Linked DNA regions of Sus scrofa: region 1 is linked to region 2. Evidence: chromatin contacts called from public Hi-C data. All regions are on one chromosome and are shown on one strand. Each heading gives the region's core, a stretch centred on a gene start, on an enhancer-like site or on the middle of the called end of the contact. The rest is flanking DNA. Distances are from core to core; before and after follow the strand shown.

Region 1 (5,744 bases), core at 408-2,907, 140 kb before region 2:
AGAGAGAGAAAGAGAGATTGGGGCAGAGGAATAGTCTTAGGCTGAGAATCAATCCCCAGGGGTCAGTTCTCATCTCTGCCTCTTCCTGTGTGATCCTGAGCAGGTTACTTAACCTCTCTGATCCTCAGTTTACTAATCTGAAAACTAGGGCCAAAGATACTAACCTCCTAGGACCGTTGCATTAAATAAGACATAAAATATGTGGCACAAAGCAGGAGCTCAATGAATAGTAGTTCTTTCTAGTGGGGGAAAGCAGCAGGAGAGTAAAACCTGACCCTAAAGCAGGTTGGAGTGAAGGCTCTGAAATACCCTCTGGGTCAAAGATGCCCCTAAAGAAGAAAAAACCCAGAGAAGGCCTGGAGAAATCAGCCAAGACCAGGTAGCCTGCCTTGCCAGATCAGCCTAAAGGGTGTTTTGAGAACACAAAAGATGGAATAGCACCAGTAGCTTAAAGAGTGTCTTTTCTGGGCACTATACCAAAGACACGCTGAAGTATTAGCTCATGTGACCCACTCAATGGCCCTATGAGTTGAATTTTACCACACTTACATTGTACATCAGGGAACAGTAGCTTAAAGAAATGAAATCATCTGCCCAAGGTCACATACAACTAGTACAGGTAGGTCAGGTGTCCAACTAACTCCAAGGTTCATATTCTTACCTAGCCTGTAGAAACAGACATCTCTCCTGGAGTCTTTACCCTCTGTCACACCTGACATCTGCACAGAACTCTTAGAGAATACAGGCCTCTATTCCAATATTGTGCACACTTCCAACAGAACTTAATCTACTGAGGCCAATTTCAAATAGTTTTTACTGTCCTCAGCCACACGCTGCCAAAATCAGGACAGGGAAGGGGAGCCAGGAACAGAATAAAACAATAAGGCTTCTTCATATTTGCTTTTTGAAGAGAGGTGGGGCATGGATTTTGCACTTTAGAGCTTTAAAGGGAAAAAACAGCCTCAGGAAGGGATCTGATTTGCCTTCTAGGAGGAAAAACAGGCAGAGTAAGGGTGACTGGGAGTAAAATTGCATTGCAAATTACACAAACGGCATATAATTGAGATTTGTGGGTAATGACGAGCCCCGATGGGGTAAACTGAGGCAGGAGAAGTGACCTCAAAGCAACCACCAGCGCTGGCATCCAGCGCCCCACCTGCCTGTCGTTCCAATCTTGGGCGTCCCCAGAAACACCCAGACCAGCGAATAGAGGGACCATACAGACTCCCCCTACAGCAAGTAGGAGACGGGGGTGCCAGCAGAGCTCCCGGAAACTATTACCTATCAGAAACCAGCCAGCGGCTCAGCTCAGTCCCCGCGGGTCCAAAAGTGTGGGCTGGGAAGCAGCTGCGGTACTGGGGTGTGCAAATGCTGGGACCCACAGGGACCTACAGCATACCTGCCTCCTCCCGGCGCTCGGCGCAGGGGACTTTTTAAGGCGAGGCTGTGTGTGCCTTCGCTGAGCACCCTGGGAAATGTAGTTTCAGCCCTCCTCCAGCCTTGGCTTGTCCGCCCCCAAAAGACGACCTCTCAGCTAACACAAATGGCAAACGGAGGTGGTCAGGGCACCGCTTTCCTAAAGGGCAGTGAGTCTTCACTTCGAGAAGGGGCGTGACGGGGAAAAGGGAGCTCCGCTGGGCAGCAAAACTACAACTCCCAGAGGAACGAGTGCGTCTTAAAGACAAAGCTCTTTTTCCGGAACTCCGGGTTTCAGGTTTGGATTTTGTTTGTTCGTTCAACCCCGTGGCCCGGACGTGGGGCCGCGGTTTTTCTACGAAGAGGAGGGAGAAGAAGAAGAAAAAAAAAAAAAATCTAACTGGGAGGGGAAAAAAGCCACAAGTGTCGTTCGAGCGTGAGCGACTACGGTTGGATTGGCAATTGGCCATGCTCTCGCGGGTTCATCACGTGAAAGTTTCCGGTAGAAACTTTCTAACTCTCTAGTGGGAAGATCTGTGGATCTTCTGGAAAAGTTATGAATGGCAGTATTGTTTGTAGTGGCGGAAATTTGGAATCTTTCCCTCTGTCTCTTTCTAGGGTACTGGAAAAATAAACTAGGCACATCTATGCTATGGAATACCATGCAGCAGTCAGAAATAATGAGCTAAATCTGTAGGTACCATAGAGAAAGATGTTCGCCACAGTTTGTAACAGAACATTATGCATGGGAAGCTACTCATGTCAAAAATAATGTATGTGAGGGCCTAGGGTTAAAGAATACAGCGTTGTCACTGCTGTGGTTGGGCTTCTATCCCTAGCCCAGGAACTTCCCCATGTTGCAGGCAGAGCCACAAAAATAAATATGTATCTGGACACATAGGACATAAGAACAGGAACAGGACTGGAAGGAGACTGCCAAGGACGGAGATAAACAGGGAGAACTTGAGCTTTATTTGTATTGTTTGAATTTTTCTTATGAGAATTACTTTCCAAATCTACTGTTGTTAATGGTGAGCCTGAGAGGCCCAAGTGGTCAGTCTCAGAGAAGATGAGGGATTCTGCTCTAACTGTAACCTTGGCCAGTCACTTGGCTACTCTGTGTCTTTTTGTCTTCATCTGTAAAATGTGTTAATACTAGTATCAAATGCAAAAAAAAAAAAAATACTAGTATCAAATGCCTGAACTTGCTAGGAGGATAAACTAAGTAACTGCTTAGAGTTGCCTGGTGGCTCATTGGGTTAAGGATCTGGCATTGTCACTCCTGTGGCTCAGGGTCGCTGCTGTGGGGTAGGTTTGATCTCTGGCCTGGCAACTTCTGCATGCCTCTGGCTTGCCCCCCACCCCCCTGCCACAATAAAAGGTAAATGCTTGACTCCACAGTAAATGCTCCAAAAATGTTAGCCATTATTACAATGATTGTTGTTATTATTCCCATGTAGCCCCATTAAGGCAGGATCTGTGGTTTGTTTTCTCTTGGAGCCTCAGTCACTAGAACGTGGCTAGGACATTGCAGGTAGTTAAAATAATGTTAAATGAAGGAAGGAATAAAGATCAATCCCCTCCTCAGCTCCCACCACCCTACTTCCTCCCCTAAACGTCTCTTCTTCCTTCAGTCCTCAACCGCTGGTGTCATCCCCTCTCGTCGTCACCAGGTCCCATCCTTCTTCTCCCACTTCAGCACTTGCTCTTTTTTTCTGTGAACCCAGGAGGCCTCCAGGGAAGTGATAAGCTGCCTCCCATTGCTGCTGTACTCAGCAATGCAGATCCTGGCTCTGCAGTGGAGTGGAAGGCAGGGATGCCTGCAGCTGCAGCTTTGGTGGGAGCTCAAGGAAAACAATGAGTTCCAAGGAGCTGGAGGCGAAGGGCTTCACCCTGTCTCCTAGGGCAGGGATGTGGGCCAGATGAAGGAGTGGCTCCAAGGCCTCGAGCAAAGTTACTCACAGGTTTATTTAATAATCTAAACCCCTTGGTGAAATCTGTCAGCAGCAGACAAAAAAAAAAAAAAAAAAAACCAAACACATGTAGTTTATCTGTGTATAGACCCACTGTCTGCGGTAGACAGAGCCATTAAAAAAACATTCTGGGGAGTTCCCATCATGGCTCAGAGGAAATGAATCTGACTAGTATCCATGAGGATACAGGTTCGATCCCAGGCCTTGCTCATTGGGTTAAGTGTCCAGCGTTGCTGTGAGCTTTGGTGTAGGTTGCAGACACGGCTCACATATGGCATTGCTGTGGCTGTGGTGTAGGCTGGCGGCTACAGCTCCAATTTGACCCCTAGCCTGGGAACCTCCCTATGCCATGGGCGTGGCTCTAAAAAGACAAAATAAATAATTAATTAAAATGACACTACTTTAAAAAGAAATTCTTGAGTTCCCGTCCTGGCTCAGTGGTTAACGAATCTGACTAGGAACCATGAGGTTGCAGGTTCGATCCCTGGCCTTGCTTAGTGGGTTAAGGATCCGGCGTTGCCGTGAACTGTGGTGTTCACGACGACGCCACTCAGATCCCGCATTGCTACAGCTCCGATTAGACCTCTAGCCTGGGAACCTCCATATGCTGCAGGTGCAGCCCCAGAAAAGGAAAAAAGACAAAAAAAAAAAAAATCTGATGCAGTAATATAGGGTAGATTCTAGTGGTTAAATAGAGAGTTTGGAATTAAACAAATCCTTCCCACTTTCTCATCACTTTCTGACAGTATGAGCAAGCCACTCAAATTATTTGAGTCCAGTTTTTCCTCGGAAAAATACAGGAGTATTTGCCATTGTTGGAAGTATTCAATGAGTTAATATACATGAAGGGTCTGGCACAGTGCCTGGCAGAGAGTAGGCATCTAACTTCCTTATTGAACTATCATGCTACTAGAGTGTGAGGGTGCAAGTCTAAAGGCTTCTTGGAGGAGGTGTAATCTGCAGGACCCTGCATGAGATGTGTGGCTGCTGCTGATATCAGGGAATCCCTCTGGGAGCCAGGATTACCCACGGGGTATCTTAGATTGAATTCCCTAGATGCAGAGCCTGAGAAAGGGATTCTTGTGCAAACAATTTATTAGGGCAGTGAGGGAGGCATAATAGGCCAGAGGAAGAAGTCAGGCAAAGAGGTGGGTACAGCTAAATTTAGCCTCAGTCTGATCCTATGGGGAGCTCTGGAGCACAAAATGCACCACCAGTTTTCTCCCTCTTAGAGGCGAGGGAGCTGGACTTTGTTCCCCACTTCAGTCATTCATGGGCTGTGGGACAAGGAGAGGTGGAGAAAGGAGGAGCTTACCTTCCCAGTCATCTCCAGGCAAAGCAGCCCACAGGGACTGATAACAAATCTCCAGAGAAGGGTGGAGCTATGAGATGGTAGCAGCCGAGCCTCACATCACTGGGAAAGGGTGTACATCCCTGTAAAGGGATATAACCAAGATCGTTCACGGCAGGGGGCCTGGCAAAGAGCATTCCTGGCCCAGCAGGTTAAGGACCCCATGTCTCTGTGAGGACGCAGTTTTTCTGTCCCTGGCTCTGCTCAGTAAGTTAAGAATCTGGTGTCGCTGCCACTGCAGCATAGGTGCAGATGTGGCTTAGATCCAGTGTTGCCCGCAGCTGTGGCATGGGCCACAGCTATAGCTCTGATTTGACCCCTAGCCCAGGAACTTCCATATGCCACAGGTGCAGCTGTAAAAAGAAAAAAGAAAGAAAAAAAAAAGAAAATGGAGAGAGGATATTAAATGCTCCTACTGGGTCTTCCAAGGAGAAATTTAAGTAGCTGCTATGGTTTTAAATACTCAAAACCTTAACCTAGGAGTTCCCTGATGGCTCAGTGGGCTAAGGATCTGTGTTGTCACTGCTATGGCTCAGGTCGAGGCTGTGGTTCAGTTCAGTCCCTGGCCCAGGAACTTTCAGATGCCTCGAGTGTGGCCAAAAACAAACAATCATACAAATAAAACCAGACCTGATAGTATAACCAAATAATGAACCCTTTCTGGAGAGCTATGATGTGTACTTTATCATTAAGTGGCCACTCTTCCCCAAAGCCTCACGTGCCTTTGCCAAATATCTTGTGCAGTATTTTCCAAAGAGTACTTCTATAGGATGTTAACAAATGCTCTAGCAGAGAGGTACAGATACATTAAACAAAGGTAAACCAGTTTATTTTCTTCCCACAACTTTTTAAACAATATACCAGATAAATAAAATGTGACATTTTCATACAATGGAATATTCTTCAGCCATAAAAAGAATGAAATACTAATACATGTTGCGACATGGACGAATCTTGAAAACATTATACAAAGTGAAAGAAGTCAGACACAGATTACTACATAT
Region 2 (6,671 bases), core at 1,976-4,475:
GAAAACTGGACAGCCACATGGAAAAGAATGAAATTAGAACACTCCCTAACACCATACACAAAAATAAACTCAAAATGGATTAAAGACCTAGATGTAAGACCAGACACTATCAAACTCCTAGAGGAAAACATAGGCCAAACACTCTCTGACATAAACGACAGCAACTTCTTCTCAGATCCACCTATCAGAGTATTGACAATAAAAAGAAAAATAAACAAATGGGACCTACTCAAACTTCAAAGTTTCTGCACAGCAAAGGAAACCTTAAACAACACAAAAAGACAACCCACAGAATGGGAGAAAATCTTTGCAAGTGAATCGACTGACAAGGGATTAATCTCCAAAATTTATAAATACCTTCTGCAGCTTAATACCAAAAAAACAAACAACCCCATCCAAAAGTGGGCAGAAGATCTAAACAGACAATTCTCCAAAGAAGACATACAGATGGCCGAGAAACACATGAAAAGATGTTCAGCGTCACTCATTATTAGAGAAATACAAATCAAAACCACGATGAGGTACCTTACACCAGCCAGAATGGCCATCATCCAAAAGTCTACAAACAATAAGTGCTGGAGAGGGTGTGGAGAAAAAGGAACCCTAGTACACTGTTGGTGGGATTGTAAATTGGTGCAACCACTGTGGAAAGCAGGATGGAGATTCCTCAGAAAACTAAAAATAGAACTACCATTTGATCCAGCAATCCCACTCCTGGGCATCTATCCAGAGAAAATCACGACTCGCAAAGACACATGTACTCCAATGTTCACTGCAGCACTATTTACAATAGCCAAGACATCGGAACAACCTAAATGTCCATCAACAGAGGAGTGGATCCAGAAGATGTGGTACATATACACAATGGAATATTACTCAACCATTAAAAAGAACGAAATACCAGCATTTTTTGCAACATGGATGGACCTAGAAACTATCATGCTAAGTGAAGTCAGCCATACAATGAGACACCAACATCAAATGCTTTCACTGACATGTGGAATCTGAAAAAAGGACAGACGGAACTTCTTTGCAGAATAGATGCTGACTCACAGACATTGAAAAACTTATGGTCTCCGGAGGAGACAGTTTGGAGGGTGGGGGGATGTGCCTGGGCTGTGGGATGGAAATCCTGTGAAATTAGATTGTTATGATCATTATACAAAAAAAAAAAAAAAGAAAGAAAGAAAAAAGAAAACTTCCTAGAAAATTTCCCATAACTCAAAGACAAGAGTTTTCCAGACTGAAGTTCCCACCAGTGCCTCATAAAATGAATGAAAACAGACCTATATCAGGACACACCATCATGAATTTTTTGACTACTGGAGACAAACAGAAGATTCTTCAAGCTTAGAAAGGGAAAAAGGTCACATCAGGAATCAGAATGGTCTCACACATCTCAACAACAAATACAGAAATATAGAAGGCAATATCACAGGAAAATAACTCCCAACTTACAGTTCTACACCCAGCCATACTAGATGATAGGAAAAATAAGCTAATATTGGAAAGGCAGCATCTTAAATATTTTACTTCCCAGACACCTTCAGAAAGCTGATGAATGGCTCCACCAAATCAAGGAAGATGAAGAGAGGGGATGCAAAAAGGAGGGGATCCAATACAAGCGAAGAGGAGGAAGCCCCCAGAATGAGGACAAAGGGAAATCTGCCCTGTTCCCTTGAGCCCAAAACAAGTCAGAGCAACTAGTACAATTTGAAGGAGGCTAAAAGACCTGGGAGAAATGGAACTAATAGAATATTTGATGTGTGTGAATATTCAGAAATAAACATAGACAGCAAAGAGCCTGGGGTTGAACTGGTGATGAGCACAAAGTGCACAAAGCAAAAACACAAGGCACTTCTAAATTTCAAGGAAAAGTTGTATAGCAAATAAAAATATTCATGACTTACTAATAATATAAACACAGATGACTGATCTAATTAAAACCCCAAATAATAGAAAGATTAGGAACCGGAAAGTGTGCTTTAGTGGCAGGGAAAGGATTGAGGAAAGTGTCAAAATCAATAAACACTTAAAACAGAAAATTCAAGAAGTAGCAAAAGCAAGCATGTTATTCAGGGAACAAGCAGGTCAATGCTGTAAATCAATTTCAAGAAAAATAGTTTACTCTGTGGAGGAAAAAACTGGTGGGAACCAGTTTTAAAACTATTTGACTCTTGGAGTTCCTGTCGTGGCGCAGCGAAAAAGAATCCGACTACGAACCATGAGGTTGTGGGTTAGATCCCTGGCCTTGCTCAGTGGTGTAAGGATCTGGCAGTTGCTGTGAGCTGTGGTGTAAGTTGCACATGTGGCTAGGATCTGGTGTGGCTGTGGCGCAGGCCAGCATCTGTAGCTCCCATTAGTTCCCTAGGCTGGGAACCTCAAGGCAAAAAAAAAACCTATTTGACTTTTTACGTACATATGAAACATTTTTATCAGTTATAAAAAAATAAGACCAAGTCCTTGTTCTTGAGAAGTTAACAGACATAAGTACCGACAAAGTGCATTCAAAGCAGTATCAGAATTCAGGAGAGTTAAGGCAGGAAAAATTAATTCTAACGTTTAATGCATATCTTGCTTACTGTGTGTCAGATCCAGAACGAAGTTAAGCGGACCAGGAGAGGATTTAACTGACTGCCAGGCCTACGGAATCGATCATTCATCCTTACTGAGCAGCTGAGGAAGCACACTAATATGAAAAAGTCACGGTCCCTGAGCCCAAACAACTCAAAATCGGCAGGTGGAAAAAAAACACCTACAAAGGTGATTACTACAATTCAGGGTGGTAAGTGCAAGCCTGACTTCAGGACAAGCAGGCGGCTGGGATCTTCACGGATGGAAATGCTCACCTGAGCCTACGTAACCGACAGGAGAGGCGACGGGTGGATAAACTAAGCCAGCTCAGGGTCCAGGCTCCATCCGCTCACGCACCCCATCCCGGGCCAGACCAACCTGGCAGTGTCTTTTCCCAGGGATCTGATCTGCGGTCAAAACTGGCCCCCTGATCTTTTTATAGATGAAGCCTACTCACCGACTCAGCCGCCGCTTCCTGCTGGTCCACCGCTAGGGCCCATGAGTCGGTGGCCATAGTCCCTTGCGCCGGTGGGAGGCAGGTGCTGGCGACCTTGCCCGGGCGATCCGCAATCCTGGGCAACCCTGGGCAACCCTGGCCCCACGGAGGGGGAAGTCATTCGCTCCGGCGCTGGGGACCGGAAGCGGCGCGCCGCAGTGACGTCGGAGTCCGCGCCGGCCTGACAGCCCCTAACCCCATGGACTGTCGCTCTTGCCGCTTTCGGACCCCCACCCCTTGAACTGCTCAGAGTTTCTTATTCAACACGCAGAACTGCAGACTGGGACAGTTATCTTTAAGTGCCGAAGCTCCTGCCAATGGGCTCTCCAACCGAAGAACAAAACCACATTCTTGCCCAGCACAGTGACAAAGATGTCAGAATATAAATAAACGGAATATACCAATACACAAATCCATTACGATAGTGAGCAAAATGAACCTGAAAAAGGCGGATTTTTATTTTATTCATTTTTCCAGGTTGGTAAATTTAAATGTGCAGGTGTTGCCTAGAGTGTCGAGAATCAGCCCTCTCAAACACTGGTTAAAAATTTGTCCCACAGACTGTATGGCAATACATTTACAGGAATTTAATCTTAAAAAAAATGCTCAGCAAGGGTGCTAGGGAAATGTATTCCAAGTAGAAGATCAGAGATACAGAGTAACCGAACTGTGTGTGTGTGGAACTGAACACAGTTTCTCGACCAATGACAAGAACCAGATAAGAATAAATTGGTAAGGGCTGGATGAAAAGGGCTGCACAGAGCAGTTTAATGAGCAAATGAGTTCACTTCAGGGAACTCGCCAATCTGGTGTGACTTTTAGATTTAGCCTTGCCTAGGCTAGAATCCCAGCTCTCTCATGTAAAGGTTCTGTGATTCAGATCATTTTTAAAAAGAAAAGGCGGGGGGGATGGAGTTTCTTGGTGGCTCAGTGGGTTAAGAATCCAGCACTGTCACTGCTGTGGCTCTGGTAACTGCAGCGGCAAGGGTTCGATCCCTGGCCTGGGAGCTTTGCAGGTGTGGCCAATAAATAAATAAAATTTCTAAAAATACTGGGCTTCTAGAAGAAGTAAAATAAGGATTAAGTGTGACACTTTCCCTTAACTGGGATCAAACAAGCTTCTCTTTCCTTGTTACTTCACTAGAATGAAACTGGGGAGTTCCCGTCGTGGCGCAGTGGTTAACAAATCCGACTAGGAACCATGAGGTTGCGGGTTCGGTCCCTGCCCTTGCTCAGTGGGTTAAGGATCCGGCGTTGCCGTGAGCTGTGGTGTAGGCTGCAGACGCGGCTCGGATCCTGCGTTGCTGTGGCTCTGGCGTAGGCCGGTGGCTACAGCTCCGATTCAACCCCTAGCCTGGGAACCTCCATATGCCGCGGGAGCGGCCCAAGAAATAGCAACAACAACAACAAAAGACAAAAAACAGAAAAAAAAAAAGAAAAAAGAAACTGGGTATTTCCCTACAACCTGAGTGAGAAATGAATCCCCACCTCTCTTGTTTTGCCAATAATCCACTATAACAGATTAACTTCAAGTAATAGTGGGCTTTATTTGGAATTTTACCTGTAGACTCTAAGTTAAAATGTTTGGGAAAGGGTAGAGCACTTCCCAGAATCCTCTTCTTGCCATGACTCTTTCTCTCCTGCACTCTTTACAGGGTTAACTTGGGGAAGATTTCTTTGGACCCTACAGGTGAGGGTGTGCACGAAAAAGGCAAACATACAGTCTAACAGGCCATGACCTACAACTCATGTCAGAAGGAATCCTGGAAAGTTCTGCCAAATTATACTGATCACAGGGCTAGAAGAGGTTAAGGAACTTTTAAATTTAATGAGATTAAAAATAATCATCAAAGATATAGGACTGTAAACAGTAGGATCCATTTGTGCAAATATAACAAACTCACATATATGCTTGTACATACTAAGACAGTGTATAAGATACACACAAAACTGGTATCACTGGCTGCTTCTAGTGAGGGGCTCTAGAGACTTCCTTTCATTGTGCACACTTCATCCTTTGAATAAATTTTCCATGTGCATGTTTTCCTTTTAAAATTGTACTTCAGACAAACAAAAAAAGGGAATACTATAACAAACATCTAGATTCCCACCTCAGGACTGAAATAAAACAAGATTCAAATGAAGCTCCTTCCATGCCATCCCGAGACAGAAGCTTTCTTGAATTTTAGTGCTTTTCTTTCCTATAAATGCTTTTAGTATGTACAACTTTTTCTATTAAAAAAAAAAATCTCAAGGAGTTTCCTGGTGGCTCTGTGGATTAAGGGTCCAGCTGTGTCACTGCTGTGACCCTGGTTACCTGTAGTGCTGGTTCGGTCCCTGGCCTGGGATCCTTCCCCTGGCCATGGGTACGACCAAAGAAAAACTTAAAAATAAGCCCCAGGGTTCTAGACTTTCCTATGTCCACTCCCAACACCTGCACCATTTAAGACTCCTACTAAGAAGGAATCGGATTTCCAAAGAGGGGAGTGGAGCGAGGAATCGGGGGAATAAGAGCACCTGGATCAGAATTCCACCTCCAGCATTTTCACTCACGCGACTTTAGGCTGCCCCTGTCTCCTCTGAAATCACGGTAGGCACCCACCTCCGGTCCCAGGACTCAGTGAGATCACAAGATTAAGGCCTTCGGTCCAGTGCCTGGCCAACGGTGAAGGCTCGATTAAATATAAGCTATTATGGTTATTCCTGTTCCCTCCCCTGGGGTGGGGGCGAGGAGAATGCCTTAATGAGGAAAAAAGAGTCTCCTTCCTACCCTCAGAGATACTCACATCGCCCACAGGCAGGGCGAGCGGAAAGCACCCTAGAGCTTGTTCTCGGACACGGCCAGCAGCCCCGGCCATCGTCCTTCAGCATGGCGGTTCCTTCGGCCAACGGCCGCTCACAGCCCCCGCCTCATTGGCTGAGGCCCGGAAGCCGGTCCCGCCAGCCAATCAGAGGGGAGGATGGCAAGCCTGGCCCTGGCGCGCCGAGGTACCTAGGAGCAAAAGGCCTGGGTCTTGGCTCCACCAGGGGTCGCCTTTGGGTATTCGAGACTTTTTCCTTTTTTTTCCACTTTAACTTTTTAAAAGTTATTTTTGGCCAAATGTCAGGCTCCCTCCTTAAACTGGGAACTGCATAAACGCAAGGGCAGTGTCTGTTCTCCTTAATTTTGATCTCTACAGTCTAACATATAACAGACTTATATGGTGAATAAATAGATTAGGAATGCACATACACTCCCCACTCCCCCGATCAAACTTTTTAATGTTTGCCTCTGAACAAATATGTGAAGAAGCTCATTTTCTAGTTTAGACCACTGGTACTCCAAGTGTGATCCCCTAGCAGTAGCATAGATAACACTAGGGGGCTTATTAGAAATGTGCAAAGTCTCGAACTTTGCTCCAGATCTACTAAATCGGGATCTGCATGTTAAGATCCTTAGGTGATTCCTACAGCACTTCATGGTATGAAAAACAACTCTTCAGCCAATTCCATTTGACTTGATGGTAAATAAATGAACATTCAAAGTCCATTTTATAAATGATAAAAGTAGCTTAGGGAGTTCCTATTGTGGCTCAGTGGGTTAAGAATCCAACATAGTATC

What was found. A called contact is a pair of places that touch in the nucleus more often than the background predicts.
Region 1: a contact with region 2 is called in a Hi-C map of liver, with 3 times the contacts expected there. The contact joins the promoter of FUK here to the promoter of DDX19B in region 2. A contact is called at or near these places in 3 of 47 Hi-C or Micro-C datasets (embryonic fibroblasts, liver and skeletal muscle) and 1 of 2 datasets of contacts at active chromatin or transcription factors (alveolar macrophages).

Annotation. Positions count from the first base shown.
Region 1 is chr6:13,467,684-13,473,427 of Sscrofa11.1, reverse strand. It overlaps FUK (L-fucose kinase), which reads right to left and starts at 1,657. Exons shown (of 24, transcript XR_002344515.1): 1 at 1,282-1,657.
Region 2 is chr6:13,324,797-13,331,467 of Sscrofa11.1, reverse strand. DDX19B (ATP-dependent RNA helicase DDX19B) reads right to left here and starts at 3,225. Exons shown (of 12, transcript XM_005653242.3): 1 at 3,032-3,225. LOC102160376 (a long non-coding RNA gene) reads left to right here. Exons shown (of 3, transcript XR_002344513.1): 3 at 2,593-4,284.